2 separate regions of the Anas platyrhynchos genome follow, and region 1 is linked to region 2. Evidence: chromatin contacts called from public Hi-C data. All regions are on one chromosome and are shown on one strand. Each heading gives the region's core, a stretch centred on a gene start, on an enhancer-like site or on the middle of the called end of the contact. The rest is flanking DNA. Distances are from core to core; before and after follow the strand shown.

Region 1 (4,813 bases), core at 729-3,228, 36 kb after region 2:
GTAGTCGATAAGAAGATTACCGGGTGTTCCAGGGACAGGGACTGGTAGCTAAGATAATCGAGCAAAAGAAAATCCACCTAATGGGACCGTGCCAATTCAACTGAACTAATAAATACAGACAATGCTACGTATTTTCCTTAACTCTAGTACACTTTCAAATGTCTTTTTGTTTTTTAATCAACCACTTATACATTTTTCATCACATTACCTGGTATCCTCCAGTAATGATGATGAAAACAAGAACAATAACCATTTCACTTCCTAAGCTCTGCGTCAAGATAACATTCTGGAAAAAATTTGGCAGCAAGAAAGACTCGAGAGCTGCAGCTCCCCACGGGCAAGACAACGGTAGAGGATGCAGTTAAAAAAAAAAAAAAAGAATTAAAATGTCACGACTGACATTTTGTGTCAGCCGACCAAGGAGGCTGTCATGCCTTTGGAGGATGCGGATTCTGCGGCAGCAGCAGCTCGCGCACGCACCTCCGAACGCCGACAGCCCGCCGCACCAGCGCAGCCCCAGCCTGGCGCTGATCTGTGTCAGCACACGCCGGCCTGCCGCAGCCTGGGAGCAAATCCACAGCCCCCGAAACCAGCCCTGCTACAGGCACGGCGATCCGCTGAGGAAGGAGGCAGGAACCATTCCGGGCGCATCCTCTTCCAGCAGCTCAGCGCCCCAAGCCGTGGGGCTGCCAGGTGGGTGACACCGGTGCGCTCCCCTCGGTGCCAAAACCTTCGCTAATCCCATTCTGAATGCCGGGCTCTGCTTCTTCAGCTGGACGCAAGGCTTCAGAATAAAATTACGGCTAGGTTTGTTTCCTGAGGAGGAAGTCGGCTTTTTGAAAGGCAAGTCCGTGAGCAACTGCAGCCTCCAGAAGGGATGTGCCACAAGCAGCTGAATTTGCCTCGGATATGCCAGAGGAAGTGACCTACAGCTGGAGGAGTTTCTCAACAGGTGCAGGAGATCAGATTAGCGTGGTCACCACCCAGCAGCCAGGACAGTCCCCCGCCACCAAGGCAGGAGCACGAAACCTGACCGTGCCATCAGCTGGGGTCCCTCAGCCCAGTCCTGCTGAGCCTCGGCACCTTCCCTGCAGGATAACCCCAGCGCAACTTTTTCCCCATAGGATTATTGCCTCGTTCCACCAATTTACAGCAATCTAACAGAAACACCGGTAAAAATTCTGTGGAATACAATTCCCTGGCAATGGCTGAATAAGAGGGCAGGGCAGAAGTCCTGGACTAATTCCACACAAGACACAAAAACATTAACGGGCTGTGCTTATCGCAGGTTAACAACCAGCAGCTTGGGGCTCGCAATTTTTGCATGGCACGCGGGCAGATGCTGTGCTGAACCAAGCCCGGAACACTTCAACTGCCAAACCCAGCCACCCACAGCACCACAACCCGTCCCCCACCCCTCCCTGAGCACCCCGAGCCCCGCAGGACCTTGTGGCAGCTCAGCCTCCCCGAACAGCGCCCAGGCGGGGTTTGTTGAGCTCCCCTTACCCCCAGCGCACACTTTGCTCTTTGTTTTACACAGATCGCAGCCCCCAGGTTTTGGGGAAGGGCCGGGATTCCTCACCCCCCCCCCCCCACCGCGTGCAGGTAGATAATGTTAAGTTTTAATTTCTAAAGGAGCTTCCCTCCCTTAACCACCTCTACGCGTGAAGCTGCATTGATGCGAGCAGCCGGAGCAGGAGCACCTCCAGCACGCCCTTTAAGCCCAAAGATCGCCCCAGCCGCACGCTGACTGCGCACACCGGGGGCTCCCCCGCCCCAACCCGTTCCTCCCCCGACCCCGCCGCCCCCCGGACCCACCTCGATGTAGCCGGCCAGCGCGGCGGCGGGGCCGGCGAGCCCCAGCAGGAGCAGGAGGGGGAAGCGCCGCGCCGAGCCCATCGCCGCCGCCAGCCGCCGCCCGCCACCGCCGCCGCCCCGGCGCTACTGCGGCCGCCGCGCCCCCCCCGCGGGACCCGCCTCGCCAGGCCCCGCCCCCTGCCGCCGAGCCCCGCCCCTGCCGCGCCGCCCGGCCTATCGCAGGGAGAGGCGCCGAAGCGCCGGCCAATGGGCGCGGGGCGGAGAATGGGCCATATGCTTGGGGGAGGAGGGGGCGGAGCCGCGCTGGGATCAGCCAATAGGAGGGGGAGGCGCCGGGTGGGGGCTCCGCCCACGGGGGGAGCGCTGCTGTGGGGCCCGGGGGGAAAATGGCGGCCGGAAGGCCCCGAGGCGGCCCTGGCGGCGCGGCGCCCTGTGGGGCCGGCGGGGCGCGGCCGGGCGGCCTCGGGCCTCATGGTGCCTGCCCAGCGCCACAGCGAGGAGCACGAGGGCAATGGGGAGGCGTCCTCGTTTAAAAATAATAAAAAATAATCAAAAGCAGGGAGCCTGGGCTCACAAAGCCAACTCTGCGTCCCTCTGTGTCCCCTCACAAACACACTCAACACTGGGCACCTCCATTCTCCACCATAACAAAATGACACTTAACATCTTTTTTCCCTTTTTTTCCACTCTTTAATAAAAATACAGCCAAGACAGCGCTATGAGGTGGCTCCATCCCAGCAGCCACCCCAACAGGAGCTGGCGCTCGCGTGCCCACACCCCGAGAGGCTGGCGCTACCTGCAGAGATCACCACCGCACGTGCTGCTGCCTGCTTCTGTACACACCATAAAGCCCTGGGTAAACTTTAATAATGACAGGTGCTTATCCCAGCGATACATCACCTGCTGCTCCTGCGCCACTTGCTGCAAAGCGGCTTTGCCTCCTGTTCCTTTTGAGCGACTGGAGCGCGTGAGCGGTGCCTCTCGGTGCAGATGTTGTGCCACAGCTGGTGCCACAATTTAAGGACGTTTCTGCCTTTAAAACCCATCATACCGCATTTGCATCGCCTGCTTGAATTTCACCACGTTACTTATAAAAAGAAATCTAAGCAAACTGAATCAAGCCCTTCAGGAACAAACCACAGATACCAAGCACAGCTGCTGATACAGAAGCCTTTACATTCCAGTGCAAAGCATTTATCAGTCCCTTTTCAGTAGCTCTTTGGCTTCCACAACAGGAACATACCTCAATTCACGGAGGACAAATGCCCACCTTCAACATGTAACTACTAAAGCTCCTACTGGTTTCAAAGGCAAGAGCAGTGTTTAGGTAATATGACACCTTTAAAAAAAATGATCTAACCCAATACATTTTAGACTTGGCATTCTTTAAGCAGTAACAATCACGGAATCCATTATAATTATGTCTGGAAAGGAATATTCTATAGAATCTGTAGATTCACTCTTTGTATCAGAATACATATGCCACTTAGATACCGTGGAAGAAAGATTTCTGTACAAAATGTCGCATAGTTATAAAACATTTACATTCCCAACTTCCGTATTCTTTAGTGTCTCTCACAAGTGCTATTTTCTGAAATGGTTGAAGGGAATATTGCTGAAACGTTGCAGATGGGGGTAAATCTGGACGATAGATCAATACATGGCCCAGTTTTAATTAAAACAGCTGACTGGTCCACTAGTCACTTATTATAGTCTCTTTTTTATAGTATTTGAAAGCCTTTAAATCTCTTTTATTGCAGTCCTTTGGCGTATATAATTTTATTTTCAACATGGCCAAATTCAGTTGGAAAATGGAGTTAGAGTTTTTTGAAAATTGATACATTTTAATGTAAATATTTTATTGTGCAATATAAATACACCAGTAAATAACTGAGAATATTGGGAGTTAAGCTAAAAAAAAAAGTAAAAGAAGGTACTTTTCTTTCTCCCCAGGCCAAAAAGTACAAGCTAGTTATAAATCTTTGGATAGAGGCTTTCATTCTTGGTTTAATTTACACAGCACTTAGAGTGCTATATAAATTAATACACTTTTAATACTTAGTATTTACATAGCACTTGGTGAATATTAATGCTCACAACACCTCTGTGATCTAGCGTATTTTGCAGATGTCAGAAAGACTGCAAAAAAATAGGGCTTGTTAATTGTTAGAGTATGTAGTGGCATGATTCTTGGAGTACAGCAGAAACTGAAGCAATTGGCTGCAGGTTACTAAGTACCTCTAGAAATAAGTCACAAATGTCTAAGCCCAGAGGCATACAAAGTATGAGGGTCCTCACGAGACCGAATTTCAATTGCCATGTGTTACCCACGTGAGAAATCAGAACAATGGTCCAACTTGAATATACTTAAGTCTTTTATCTCAAGCTATTCGGCCACCTATAAAACTATTGTACAACAATGGCTATTAACACACACACACACACACACAAAAAGCAGCATCCACATACACAGACATACCAAATACTTGATCCACTTTAGAGTATTTTTTATTTTATTTTTTTTTATTGAGACAATCTTGATTAGAACAGCATTATCCTCATTTTTCCCTGACAAGCCATTGGAATCTGGTGACTTATATGGAAGTCTCACAGATAAGCATGAGGTACGAACTCAGCTTAACTTCTCACCTTTAGTAACAAATCCACCTACTAGTACTACACTGCAGACACACCAATGTGTAAGAGCTGAAGTCCTATCACAGGGCTGGAACACAGCATATTCTGGTTCAAAAGCAAGACCATCAGCGCTCAGCGTACTACCTAAAAAACATGCAACAAATTTAATTTGAACTCATTAAGACTAATTGATTCCCCTTCACGTGGAAATCAGACCTCCACAGAAAAGTTTTAAACCAGGAGATCTTGTTCTATCTTTCGTGGTCATTAGGAGCTCTGAATATAACTGAATTTACATGACTGCTGGAGGGCAAGGAGAAAAGGAGATTGAAACAGAGCATAGATCTGTCACTAGAGC
Region 2 (4,959 bases), core at 186-2,685:
TAGCGCTTCAGAGCTTGCAGGATGCGGTGGGGCTGTAGGATTTAGGGAAGGAGTTCAAATCCATTTGATTCAAATAAAAATCACAACTGAAATACAGCACTTGAGACATAAGCCTGCTTTGCTACTGGACAGATTTGTGCTAACCTCTTACGTAATTTCCCTTTACCCTAAGCCCGTTTGACTCAGAACACTGTGCCCTGTGAGCACTACACAAAGTGGAGGGATTTTAAACAGACAAAGTAGAGTGAGTCAATTAGGAGACCCACTGCTTGTTCAGCAGGAACAGCCATGATGGGAAAAAGCTTTACTGGGAACCTATTCCCAGCTCCTTCCCCAGCAGGCCACAGTCAGTTTTCTCACCAAGCCATTCCCAGCACTACCCCATTGTAAAATACCCATGCAAAGGAACTCACCCGTGGTGGGTCAGCCTGCAGGGCAGCCAGGTAGTTCTCCAGAGCAATCCGACGCCGATCATTCAGCATGGCTTCCACACGAGCCAGGTGAGTCTCCACAAGCTGCTGCTTCTCACTTGCTGCCTCTTTCTCCAGAGATTTAACCATTGCCTGGAAGTGCTGGAATAGGGAACAGTCTGAATGAAACACTGTATGCGTCAGTATCTCTCACTCATGGACCTCCTTAGAATAAATGGAGTCTGTCACATTGCACATCTGAGACGTTTAGAGAGGCGAACTGACAGATGCTGATGCAGATTTCACATTTGCAAATTAAATAATGACAATTTACCTTCCAAACTTCCTTCACAATCCATTTCAAAGATCTGAAGAAGGCATATGGCCCTTGCAGATAAAGATCATTTTTGAGGTAGGAAACCCAAACTGTGCTGAATGAATGCCACAGTATTAACTCTTGCCCTCAACTTTGTAAAACATGAACAAGATAGCTCCCTTCACCCTACAGACATTAATCTGAATTCGCAGATGGGTCTTTTCATCAGCATTCCTTCAGATCAAATCTCTATATATGCTATTAGAAAGGTCATAACGAGCATCTCCAAACAAACTACAAGAATCCATTAAGTGCTGCTGTATTTCATCAGACAATGGAAAACTCTTTTTGACTTGTACAGATTTCAAAAGGTAGCTTATGCTAATTAATGTAGAGAGAAAACTGTGTTCCAGGATAAAATCCAAAGTGAGCTTATGAACTGGAGTCAGTCACTTAGCTGTATACTGGTTTGAGAGAACTTCACCTGTTTGTCACGGCCTCTAACAATCCCATACAAAGCATATCCCTGATTAACTTCATAGTCTAACTGAACTCTAATCATAAGACAGAAGATTGGCATTTTGGCAGCAAACCAGCTTTATCTGCTGTCTAAGTGGTTTTCACTAAGTCTGCCCAAACAGGAAATGTGTGTCCAGAGAGTCAGGGCCAATCTGAACTGGGCTGGGAGGCCACTGGTTAGTGCAATGCAGGCCAAAGGTCTAAGGTTACAGTTTGGCTCTGCTGTTGCTAGGCTCAGGAGATGAGATAGCTTCCTACTACTTGGCTTGGGAAAGGACCTGGCACAGTATCAGATCATCTCCAGCTTTAAGAACAAAACATGCAATTCAATCAAATCTCCTCTAAAAGGCAACTGCTGACAGAAGAGGAAATATATTCTTCCATTTCAGTCATCTTTTAGCTTAGAATACGAGCATCTCTCATTTAGTTTATTGACAAGATGAAGGCCAAGAACCAGTAGCTTTTTTCTTTAGGTCCTTCAACTCCTACCTGAATGAGAGTCTGTCTTTCTGCCTTGGGGAGATTTACGGCTTGGTGTTCTGCTTCTTCCCATTCCTTCTTCACCTGGACAAGAAAAGGACAGAACATATCACCACAACACAAATTTATGTCCGATTTTTGGAGAAGTGAAAATCTAACTGCCACGGCGTGGTTATGTTGTAAGAAACTCAGAGAAGTTGGTGACTGGAAAGAAAAGACATTTTGCCACCAATTTGTCCGTAAGAACATGGGCAGCAACTATGCAGGGCAGAGAAAAAAAAAAAAAAAAGGCTAAAGCTGGATACTCACCCTGTCCATGCGGTTGTGGTGTCTGACCTCCAGCTGCTCCTTTGCCTTCTGGAAGCGAGCATGTTCGTTGTCATCAGCGGGGGTTTCAAAGTACACATCCACATCATCAGTTGGCACTGCAAAGAGAGGGTACGGGTAAGTGGGGGCTCAGAAATCTGTGGTCCTGGATTGTGAGAGACAGGTAGGGAGAGGAATCTCCATGCCTGCAGCATTAACAATCTGGCAGGCTGAGCTTACTGAACCACCACCTACCAAGAGTCCATTTTTGTATCTCTAAGCTGCCAATTTACTGCACAACACCAGTTAGTTACATCATCCCAAACACAGTAATGCACTGCGGCAACCAGCACCTGTTCAGTCTTCTCATTAGTTCTGAGACGAGCATTATTCAGCTCCAGCAACAGAATGACTCGGATTGCAGAATAAAGAACTTTTATTTTTTTTCCTCTTCCCTTTCACATTGGCTTTGGATAGTTTAAATGACATTTTGTGCATTAGCTGTTCACTGACAAGCTGGCTCCAGACATCATTAATGTGATTAGGGAGCTTGACAATAAATCTGCACAAAACACTACCCAATATTTTACACTTCAAACCTACCTTCTCTACCAGATGCACCATACAGAACTAACAGGCAATGATATTAGACAAGACAGCAACAGGAGGAGGCTCAGTGAGACAAATTGACTTGTCCAATAATCTGGACGGCTTGTATCTTTAAGACATTCAAATCCAACAAGGGGAGAAATAAAATTTTAGAACTGACAGTTACAAGCGCCTGCGAAATCCACAACAGGAGGTCTGTGCTCCACACGCTGCCGTTCGAGAAAAGCTGAACCAAGGTTCTGTGCTACACTACACACCGCAGAGCTCTTTCTCAAAGGATCTGTGGCAAACAGGATGCACTCTGTTACTGCCCTTTAACAGAAAGGGAAAATTAAGGCAACCCTTCAAACATTTTATTAATTTGGATAGATAAAATCTGCGACATCACTGAAAGGCAGAATGTTTCAGAGAAAAAAAATTCTTTATGCTTTAGCATGAATGAAGGCTAAGAGTTTAGCCCTGGAACCCACAATCCTCTGTCCTAACTAGGGAAGGAGGAGTGGAAAAGGGGAAAGAATTACCGCATGAAATACTGGCGACATACAACATAGGCATTATTGTTGTGCGCAAGAACAATGACAGACCAGCACTGTACTCTGGGCCTACTCATGGCAGTTCTGAACCAGGCTTTGACACAGAGAACTCTTTCCAGCCCCAAATCCCTCTGTAACAGGACAAACTTTTGTACAAAAAGCTCCTGACATCCGCATCTTTTATTTCATCACTTCAGTTAGATCAGCCCAATCTAAAGCACTTGCATGAAGCCCATTTTGTAAACAGGATTATGGCTGTATAGTCAGACTGCCAAGCCCCAGATAACACAAAAAGCCTTTCAAAAGGCTTTAATGGTAGCTGAAGTGGAAGTGCTGGAGTTCAACAATAAGATTAATAAGGAGGTTAAAATGTTTTTGGTAGTTTTATCATCTGACATAAAAGCCAGTTGAAATTGGTGCCAAAAACCTCAAGCTCTCAAAAATGCAGGGATTGAGTCACGATTCATATTTCAAACTGAGCTGAAAGTGGGAATCTGAATTCTATACTACTTCACTGATGTTTGCCCAAAATATAATAGCAAGAGAACGCCTACTACCAGGAGAATGGCGAGTAGCAGCTTGCTTTTCAGGACTGACTAGTCAAACACATGCACAGTAATATAACTGGGGAAAGCAAGTGCTTTCTTCCACATACTTGGGGGGAAAAAAAAAAAGCCAGTTACACAAAGAGGCAAGCTACATGTTTTCATAACAAGAGGGTAGAGACAGCCCCCGGTCCCTGCGATAAATCCAGAAGATAACTAAGCCCTCGGTAAGAGCTGCAAACCAACCGTGAGCACAGAAAGAATACATCCAGAGCCACCTTCCCCAGGAAAGTCAAACCTAAAGACCTCGAGAAGCAGAGACAAGAGGAGACTGCTGCAAAAGGACAGACACCAGAACCAAAAGGATGGGCTACACACGTATCCTCTCTTGACCCAGGCAAGGAGGAGGAGACACCAAACGCCAGACAGACAGTGGCTAGCTGCAAAAGGGCCAGTGGGAGGCAGGACTTACTCATCTTTTTACACACAGCCATACAATACTCCTCTGACTCAAAATTGTTCCTGTTGCCTCCGCAGCCTCCATATATAAAGCGAATGCACTTTCTCTTGTTAGGGTCGAAGTACCAACGAGGCATCACAGCCCGGCAGGGCCCTGTCATCGCCTCCTGGGAGCAGACAGCTGTGTGGAGACGGGTTAGAACATGAGCTAGTGAGGAGCACAGGCCTCGCCAAGCGACTTACAAAGCAGTGGTGGCTCTAGTTCACACCTTCCTCTGGGCACCTGTGCCAGCCTCAGCATCACTACCTCATCAGCCCTTCAAAGGGCTTGTGTCCGTTTTGGGGGGATTTGTGAGGTTTTACTAGTGTCCATCACAAAGGTTGCCAGCACTACTCAGGGAAGGGCCTGCACATCCTGCTTTGAGGCAAACGTGCAGCAGCCGTTGTCTCAACATGGAGCTTTCATCTGCAAGAGTGATTTCACATTAGCTAGTGGCAGAAACAGCAAGGATCTCTTTTGCTGATGCTGGAGTTATGTCTTGAGTGTCCCAATGGTAGAGCCTCCACTGTATAAAACCAGCATGATGGAAAGAAAACCCATTAGGGCTGCTTAAAGCATTCAGTGATGTCCTGTTCCACTGCACTCTGCCTGGATTGATGCTTCACATCTTACAGGTGAGGTATAAAAGCAAGTGAGAAGGCAGGCTAAGCACAAGGAACACGATCGCCATGACAATCAGAGCTGTTAGGTTTTCAAGTTTTGAAACATCTACACAGTAAAT

Evidence for each region. Hi-C and Micro-C count contacts between places; a contact is called where the count stands out from the background.
Region 1: a Hi-C map of subcutaneous adipose tissue shows a contact between it and region 2, with 1.9 times the contacts expected there. The contact joins the promoter of APLP2 here to the enhancer-like site in region 2. A contact is called at or near these places in 4 of 8 Hi-C or Micro-C datasets (F5 follicle, liver, skeletal muscle and 1 more).

The regions. Positions count from the first base shown.
Region 1 is chr25:4,393,023-4,397,835 of IASCAAS_PekinDuck_T2T, forward strand. APLP2 (amyloid beta precursor like protein 2) reads right to left here and starts at 1,979. Exons shown (of 18, transcript XM_027444200.3): 1 at 1,819-1,979. The coding sequence starts at 1,899.
Region 2 is chr25:4,358,051-4,363,009 of IASCAAS_PekinDuck_T2T, forward strand. It overlaps APLP2 (amyloid beta precursor like protein 2), which reads right to left. Exons shown (of 18, transcript XM_027444200.3): 7 at 4,191-4,358; 8 at 2,035-2,150; 9 at 1,735-1,809; 10 at 414-572; 11 at 1-32. Among named protein-coding and RNA genes, the nearest start is that of APLP2, 34 kb to the right of the region's middle. Within about 2 kb of position 1,436, at least 2 of the 8 cell types and tissues checked have an H3K27ac peak or open chromatin away from gene starts, as enhancers often do. A contact at or near this core is called in F5 follicle and subcutaneous adipose tissue, where this site is marked.